Regions from separate parts of the Mus musculus genome. Here all the other regions are linked to region 1. A link is a contact called in public Hi-C and promoter capture Hi-C data. All regions are on one chromosome and are shown on one strand. Each heading gives the region's core, a stretch centred on a gene start, on an enhancer-like site or on the middle of the called end of the contact. The rest is flanking DNA. Distances are from core to core; before and after follow the strand shown.

Region 1 (2,529 bases), core at 12-2,511:
AAGGTGTTCGCTTCCGTTGTCTCTTTAGGAAGAAAGCTGAAACACAGGAGTATAACTGAAGTATAGTCTGAAGGTAGAGAGTGAGAGATTGTGCTAGTGGAGAACCCACAAGTAAGACTGACAGTGTGGGCCAGTTTTAGGTAAGCTTGCTTTTCTTTCCACAGGAAACTAACCAAAGATGTCACAGAAAAGATGGCGCAGGTAGAAGTGAAATTAACTGATACAGCTTCACAGAGTAACAGCACAGCTGGAGAGCTCGGCGCACTGCAGGCAGAAGCAGAGAGCCTTGACAAGACCGTGAAGGAGCTGGCAGAACAGCTGGAGTTTATCAAAAACTCCGATATTCAGGGTGAGAAATCTCAAACCTGGATAATAAATGACCCTGTATCTACCCACTTAATACTTTCTAAAAACAAACAAAAAAGTGTTCTAACAGTTTTAAATCTTTATTAATTGAGTCTTTGGCACAAGTGGGGCTTAAAGTTCTTGGTTTTCCAGTACGGGACCTGGGGACAAGACATAGTAGAGGCCCTACTGCATTAAAATGTGGTCCGTTTCTCAGTTTAACTCCCTGGCCTGTCCTTAGCCTCTGTGGCTACTAAAATATTGTTAATTCTGCAAGTCCTTTTGCATCTGAGATTACTGCTTACTTAGTAACTCAAAAATATTTTAATAATCAATAATGCAGGCTATATCATACCCTCCCCCAAAAGCAAAGGTGACATATGTTAATGACACAATTCCACAGTAGTCATTTTGTTTTACTAGGTCCCTATAGCCAAAATGTACTGTGTTCTTTATGTGTGTAATAATTGTTTGAATGGACCCAAGTAGATAAAGAGAAACAGTCACCTGGACACCTCCAGGCTCCCTGACACCAGGATTTAGATATTTGCCTAAATACAGAAATGGTGTGTGCATGATGGCTTGACTTCTTTCACACCAGTGCTTGACCAGGGGCTGATGGGACAGAAGAGATTTACTGTTCGTAACATGGAAACTCTGCTTCCCTCCAGATTTCTTTTCCCCTTGAATCCTAAAGCCAGTATAAATCAGGGCTATCAGATACCAAAAATGGGCACTGTTTGGGGAGGACCCAGGGACAAGGAGGTTAACTGTGGGCAATTTCGCTTCCTGTCCCAGGCGCCTTGGATAGCATCACCAAGTATTTCCAGATGTCTCTTGAGGCAGAGAAGCGGGTGAATGCCTCCACCACAGACCCCAACAGCACTGTGGAGCAGTCTGCCCTCACGCGAGACAGAGTAGAAGATCTGATGTTGGAGCGAGAGTCTCCGTTCAAGGAGCAGCAGGAGGAACAGGCACGCCTCCTGGACGAACTGGCCGGCAAACTGCAAAGTCTCGACCTGTCGGCTGTTGCACAGATGGTGAGGCTTGGCGTTTGCTCTCATTAGCTCTGGGTTTTTTGTTTGTTTTTTGTTTTTATAAAGAGACAAAGAAAACAGACACCTTCTGCCTTGCTCCAGTATTGCTGTTCGTAATCCTGTAGGGGTGACTCCTGAGCTCAAGGTGCTGGGCTCCACTGTCAGTTAGCCGTGATCAAGGCATGGGGAACAGAGCATGTGTGTGTCTCCCTGCCTGCTCCTGCCTCAACTGTTCCTCTGGGCAGCCCCTCCCCCACCTCCTGTATCTGCTGAGGGACTTGACTTCTGAAACTAGATCCTTTTTATAGTGTGGCCTTCAAAACAAAACAAAAACAAACAAAACAACAACAAAAAAAAAAAACAAGAAAAAACCTTGCTTGTTTTGCTTTGAACTGCAACATCCAAGTGGAAGAATTTAAAATTGTTCAGGGACAGAACCTTTTTCCATCGGTGTTTGCTAAAATGTTCCTTTGTTCCAGTAATATTACCTGGTAAAGCTTAAGGTCTGAGCTGGCCTCAAAGAGCAGATTAATTTCTTAGAAGCTTTTAAAAAGTAACTCTGGAGCCAGGTGAAATTGAGTAGTGAGTTTAATGAAAACCAGGCAGAAGGCCAAAAGGAAACCAAGCCAGGTTTCCCTGTGGTTTTCCTCTTCTTTTTCATGGGAGGAAACCTGAGACAACTGAGATATATTTTTATATATACACCAACATTATCTTCTAGTTTTTCTCAGCCTAGACAGAGGAATCTTTAAGAGTCAGGTGGGAAGAAAACTGGCAAAGACACTCATTTTATGGCCCTGGGCCCTAGGTACCTTGGATAGTAGCACCAAGTATTTTCAGGTCTCTCTCAAGACATAAGAGGGTGACTGCCTCCACTGTAGACCCCAGCAGCACCGGAGAGCAGCAGTCCCCACTCCTGTAGCAGCCATGTGTACTGGAGACAGGAAAACCCTTAACCATTCTGTACCTGCCATCGCCCCTCTTGCCCACGTCTGCAGTCAGAAACAGACAAGCGTGTCACCCATCCTGAACTGTGGTCAGTTTTTTTGGACACCTGCAAAGTTTAGGGGTTGGTATTATCTTCTGCTTTCAACAGAGTGGATCTTAAAGAGTGGGTGGAAATGGGTGTGGAGTGGCGGCACCCTCT
Region 2 (2,529 bases), core at 13-2,512, 180 kb before region 1:
TCAGGAAAATTGCAACAACGTAAAACTACTGCCTAGAAAAGCTAGATGGGGGCTGGTGAGATGGCTCAGCAGGTAAGAGCACTGACTGCTTTTCCCAAGGTTCTGAGTTCAAATCCTAGCAACCACATGGTGGCTCACAACTGTACGTAATGAGGTCTGATGCCCTCTTCTGGTGCGCCTGAAGACAGCAACAGTGTACTTATCTATAATAATAAATAAATCTTTGGGCCAGAGCGAGCTGGGCCGACCAGAGCGAGCAGAGGTCCGAAATTCACCAACAACCACATGAAGGCTCACAACCATCTGTACAGCTACAGTGCACTCATATGCATAAAGTAAATAAATAAAATCTCAAAGAGAAAAAAAAAGAAAGAAAGGCTAGATGGGAGCCATTGCTACAAAAGTGGTCCTTAACTTTCAATAATTTAATACACATTGTCTTCACTGCACTTCACTACTCCGTTTTCTGAATTCATTTTTAATAGCATTGTGTCTTTATCTCTTCTGTCATTTTTTGAGAAATGCATTATTAAATAATGTAAACATCTTTACTCCCTGACTGAGTTCCGGCCTATTGCTGATGTGATAACCTGGAAACTGACAACCTGAGCCCAAAAGAGGTCTCCCCGAGTCCACAGTCAGTCCAACCTGAAAGCTTTAGCTACTTATGTAACTAGTCGCTTCCTAGGAAGCACTGGTGGCAGGAAGTTCACGTTTGCACGTATAATATCACAAGAGTAATGACTGAATGGCTAAATCCTGGGATCTTTTTGTGAAAAACAAACATCCGATCACAACAAATGTGGCCACACGTTAAATCCTCACAGCGCCAGCAAAAGGATTCAGGATAGAGCTTGTCCAAAAGAATAAATCCCTAGAAGGGAAATTTTAACGAGTCCACACGTCATCAAAAGAATGCCACTGCTGACCTTATTTTAAAAGTGTTTGTCTCCTGAGTCCAAATTCAGAGAGCTATTGATCCTAGGTGCCACGTTCAGAAATCAAAGAACATAAAAACGTGAGCTTTTAGGTGAATAAAAAAGAAAATTCACAACCCATTTGTGGTACCACAAAAAAAAAGTCTTACAGCTTTAAATTTCTTCACACAGCATTTCAAAGGAAGAAATTAGTGGGTTTTATTTATAATCATCTGTGAACTCGGATAGACAAATCCTTTTTCCAGCTGCCATTCAGTTGTAGGCAGGGACATTATATCATATTGTTAGCTGTGGAACTCGTGATCTGTCTGCATGTGTTCTGGGCCTGGTAGCAATCACAAAAACGATTAGATCCTGAGAACAGCTCATATGGACAGTGAGTCCTTGAGAGAAAGAGCAAGGTTTTTAATAGCCTGTGGTTTGAAAGGTCAGGATAAAGCAAATATTTTGGGTGAGATGAGCCATGGAAATACTCTTTATTTTATAGTGGAGAAATTTGAAGAGAGGCATTTGTCATCACAGTAATTGTTTTTCATTATAGGCCCATAAGAGTCCCTCTGGCTCTTGTCTTCTGAAATAAAGCAACATAAATGTTCATGTCTCTAGGGGAAAGCGTCGAAGAGAACGAGGTGAGTGTATTATCTTACAGACTCGGAATTACTTGTGTTTCCATTCCGAGGCTGATGGAAGGACTTTTTCCCCCAGGAGATATGCTGGGGTGTGCAGGGATTTTCTACTTGTTATTTCAATATCATTTTAAGTTCATACACAACAGTGGGAAATAGTGCAGGGAAATCCTGTGCAGCCTTCGCCAGTTTTCCCCAACGGCAGTATCTTTTGTAACTTTAGTACCATGTCATAGACAGGAAATTGTGGCTGATGTAATCCACTGCCTTATTTGGACTTAATCAGAGATTTGTTGTTCTGTTTTTGTTTTTGTGTATCTGTGTGTAATGGGCTGGTCTGGTGCTGCTATATCTTCAAATGCTAAATTCTGAGCCCCAATATCTGGTTGCTCCAAGACCAGGAGATCCTCACATATACCGGCTTTGGTTGTGTAAACTGTGCCCACAAGTTATCCCTGATTGGTTAATAAAGGTGCCTACAGCCTAGGCTGGGCAGAAGACCGGGGCAGAATGAAGTTCCCCAGCTTGGGGGAATCTCTGACAGGAACCATGAGGAAAAGAAGTCAAGAAGAAAGAAGCCACCATGGGGTAGGTGGCTCATGAGTGTGTGGCCATGAGGTCCAGCCTGTTGGAGCAGGAGCAGCCCAGGCAGAACATGGCAAGTGATATCTCAGGGCTATTGATAGGGAAATAGAAAAAGACAGCATAGAGGGCTGCTATCTGCCCAGCTCTAGTGCTTTAAGGTTTATTATAAATATAAAGGCTTTGTGTCTTTCATTTGGGAACTGAATGACCTAAGGTGGGGTAGAAACCCCCCAAATAATATTTACAACACCCGTGTGCAAACTGGCTGTCCATTAAGCCCCTGGATCCTCCAGTCTCTTCCCTCCCTCCCCAGTCCTGGTATTACAGACATGTGTAACCATACTTAGTATTTTAGATGGGTACTGAATCCCAAATGCAGG
Region 3 (2,529 bases), core at 9-2,508, 180 kb after region 1:
TTCCCTGGCACTCTGAAACTTCCTACTCCATGGGCATTCATTTCTCTCTCTTTTCTTTTCTTTTCTTTTTTTTTTTTTTTTGGTTTTTCGAGACAGGGTTTCTCTGTGTAGTCCTGGCTGTCCTGGAACTCACTCTGTAGACCAGGCTTGCCTCAAACTTAGAAATTCGCCTGCCTCTGCCTCCCAAGTGCTGAGATCAAAGGCGTGCGCCACCACTGCCCGGCAAGCACCTGTTTCTAAAAGTTCTCACCACAAATTGTAAACAGCTGTTAAAGAAGAAACCAATCTGCTTGTCTCCTTTGACAGAATGAAAACTCGAAGACAAGAACGTAGTCTTATTGTTTACCATTCCACCATTCTATCTCCAAGCCTACAAGTATCTGCATGCAATTATATAACTTAGTGTTTGAAGACTGGGCGCACTCAGTCAATTCCTAAAGAAAAAGCCTTTCCTCCTGCTTGGCGATAAAACTGTCTGAAGCACTCAAAGCCAAGTGCTAAAACTAAAACCAAGAAAACGAAGCCAGCAGAAATGAGGTTTGAAGCTACTCGTAATATGCGATGTCCCCAAAAGATGCGAAAGGACCACGGCCGAAGGACCGGGCATGCTTTGAGTTCCGGTAGAAAAGATGCTCCGCTTATAACTTCGAAAACTATATCCGACTCTCTTCTCTAACCACTAGTCCGCGAAAAGCCAACAAGACAATAACCACAGGCGGTGACCACTGCAGCAGCCGCCCGAAGCCGAGAGGCAGCAGGAAGTCTCCAACCCACTCTCGCCCAGAGTCCGGACGCTTCTCCAATTCCGAGAGTGGAAAACGCCCGCCTATTTCCCCAGCAAAAGTGCAAAGCAACCGGAATGAGAACAAAAACAAAAACAAAACTGGGACCCTCCCTTTCCAACAAGTCTGCGCGGAGGAGGGTCCCGAAACGAGCTCAGCGGCACCAAAGGAGCCGTGCTGCCGGTCTCCAGGATGGAGGCACCGCTCCGGAGGGTAGGCCGGGAAGCAGCAGACTCAGCCCGGGACCGGGTCTGAGCTTGCTTCCTCTCCGCCACGTCCCGGCGCAGTGGGGCGAGCATAGCCCCTTGTGCCTGCTGGGCGACCAGTCCCACACGAGCCACGGGGGCAAGAAACTAGGACCCCCGCTGCCTCCGCCTCCTTACCAGTGTGATCCATGATTCGGCTCGCGGGGCACAGTGGGAACGGAAGTCAGTCGCTCCGGAGTCGCAGTAAGCGCCTGCGCCCTACCTTCCGGAGCGCAGAGGCGGAAGTGCGCCCGAACTGCTCTCACGGGCTTCCCTCCCTAGCCGTAGCACCCGACTCCGGCGAAGGAGTCAGACATAGCCAGGACTGAGGCGGGAAGAGGGGGAACACGAGGGTTTTGGTGTCGAGGCTGCTAGTTCTCCCCAGAGGCAGCCCTCAGCTGTAGGAATGATACTTCTCGCAGTGAGAAAGCAATAGGAACCAAAGGGAAGCGCGGCAGGCAGGTAAGCCGCCGCCCGCCCCCCTGCGGCGCGAGGCCTTCTGGGATTTGTAGTCCGCCCAGAGCGCAGTCTCAGCCGTTGGGCTGGTCCCACCCCAGCGGGCGGAGTAACGGTTTGGAATGCCCCCCGGATCCGCCGCCGGGTGTAGAGAAGTGTAAACACGCACGCTCCGTGGGTGCCCGAGGGAAGCTGTGTTAGGCGTCCGGGAGGGAGGCAAGGTCCTCATTGTCTAATTGTGCTTTGTCCTGAGGAACCCCAACGCCCACTCGACACGCGCGTTTGCCCTGGCTCCCACCGTAGTTTCTCAACTGAATCGCGTGTTACAATGCTAACTAGCCCATGGCTCTAGAGAACACCACCAGGCTCCTGGAATCCCTGCTAAAGCTGGAGGGAGCACCAGGAGGTCCCCGTTCAACGAAAATACAAAGCAGTTGTGTGCAAAGGGGGTGAAGGAGGGAAGATAGGGACCGATGGAGTCGGAGGGAGAGCGTTAGAGCTTGACTAGAAGGAAGAGATGAGAAAGGGCAGGCCCCGACTGAAGAAAAGAGAGTTACCACAACAGGCGGTACCTAGTTCCAGTTCTTGGTCCCTGGGGTCTGTGGTTGCCGCTTTCATCTTGCTCAGCCAAAACAAAGAAGAGTGTCAACGGCGACTGCTGAAGACCTTCAGAGCACCCCCCACCTCGATTTGGCTCATAATAGGTCTTCTGCCTTCCCCAGCCCTTCACACTTGAAGCTCTCGTATGAGTAGAAAGGAACACAATTAGTGGAAAACATCAGCCTAGGAGTCAAGGGATTTGGGCTCTATGCTTGTCCCTTGGTGACGACATCGTTACCTTGGGTTGTTCACGCTTTCAGTGCCAGAGTTCCTAGATCAATAAAACATTATTATGTTGGCCTTTCTTAAAAATATTTTCACAGTACTCAATTCTGAATCAAGTATGTGTAGCAATGTGTTGTGTGCGTTGCACAGTAACAACGGTGACTAACACTGCAGTGATCCTAGTGTAAGTATACCATGTTATTTAGTGATTGTCTTAATTG

What was found. Promoter capture Hi-C pulls out the DNA fragments that hold promoters and counts their contacts. A called contact is a pair of places that touch in the nucleus more often than the background predicts.
Region 2: a promoter capture Hi-C map of cranial neural crest shows a contact between it and region 1. The contact joins two enhancer-like sites. A contact is called at or near these places in 13 of 39 promoter capture datasets (the 3T3-L1 cell line, 3T3-L1-derived adipocytes, the C10 cell line and 8 more), 38 of 484 Hi-C or Micro-C datasets (the 3T3-L1 cell line, 3T3-L1-derived adipocytes, the C2C12 cell line and 20 more), 2 of 115 datasets of contacts at active chromatin or transcription factors (kidney and trophoblast stem cells) and 1 of 9 other capture datasets (embryonic stem cells).
Region 3: a contact with region 1 is called in a Hi-C map of cranial neural crest, with 2.3 times the contacts expected there. The contact joins the promoter of Cbll1 here to the enhancer-like site in region 1. A contact is called at or near these places in 9 of 484 Hi-C or Micro-C datasets (CD8 T cells, Th1 cells, cortical neurons and 5 more).

What each region holds. Positions count from the first base shown.
Region 1 is chr12:31,319,755-31,322,283 of GRCm38.p6, forward strand. It overlaps Lamb1 (laminin B1), which reads left to right. Exons shown (of 33, transcript NM_008482.3): 25 at 165-349; 26 at 1,144-1,385. Among named protein-coding and RNA genes, the nearest start is that of Dld, 30 kb to the right of the region's middle. Within about 2 kb of position 1,262, at least 21 of the 459 cell types and tissues checked have an H3K27ac peak or open chromatin away from gene starts, as enhancers often do.
Region 2 is chr12:31,135,844-31,138,372 of GRCm38.p6, forward strand. No RefSeq gene overlaps it. Among named protein-coding and RNA genes, the nearest start is that of Gm40361, 15 kb to the left of the region's middle. Within about 2 kb of position 1,263, at least 18 of the 459 cell types and tissues checked have an H3K27ac peak or open chromatin away from gene starts, as enhancers often do.
Region 3 is chr12:31,498,358-31,500,886 of GRCm38.p6, forward strand. Cbll1 (Casitas B-lineage lymphoma-like 1) reads right to left here and starts at 1,259. Exons shown (of 6, transcript NM_001253847.1): 1 at 1,166-1,259. The coding sequence starts at 1,178. It overlaps Gm40362 (a long non-coding RNA gene), which reads left to right and starts at 1,263. Exons shown (of 2, transcript XR_872643.3): 1 at 1,263-1,489.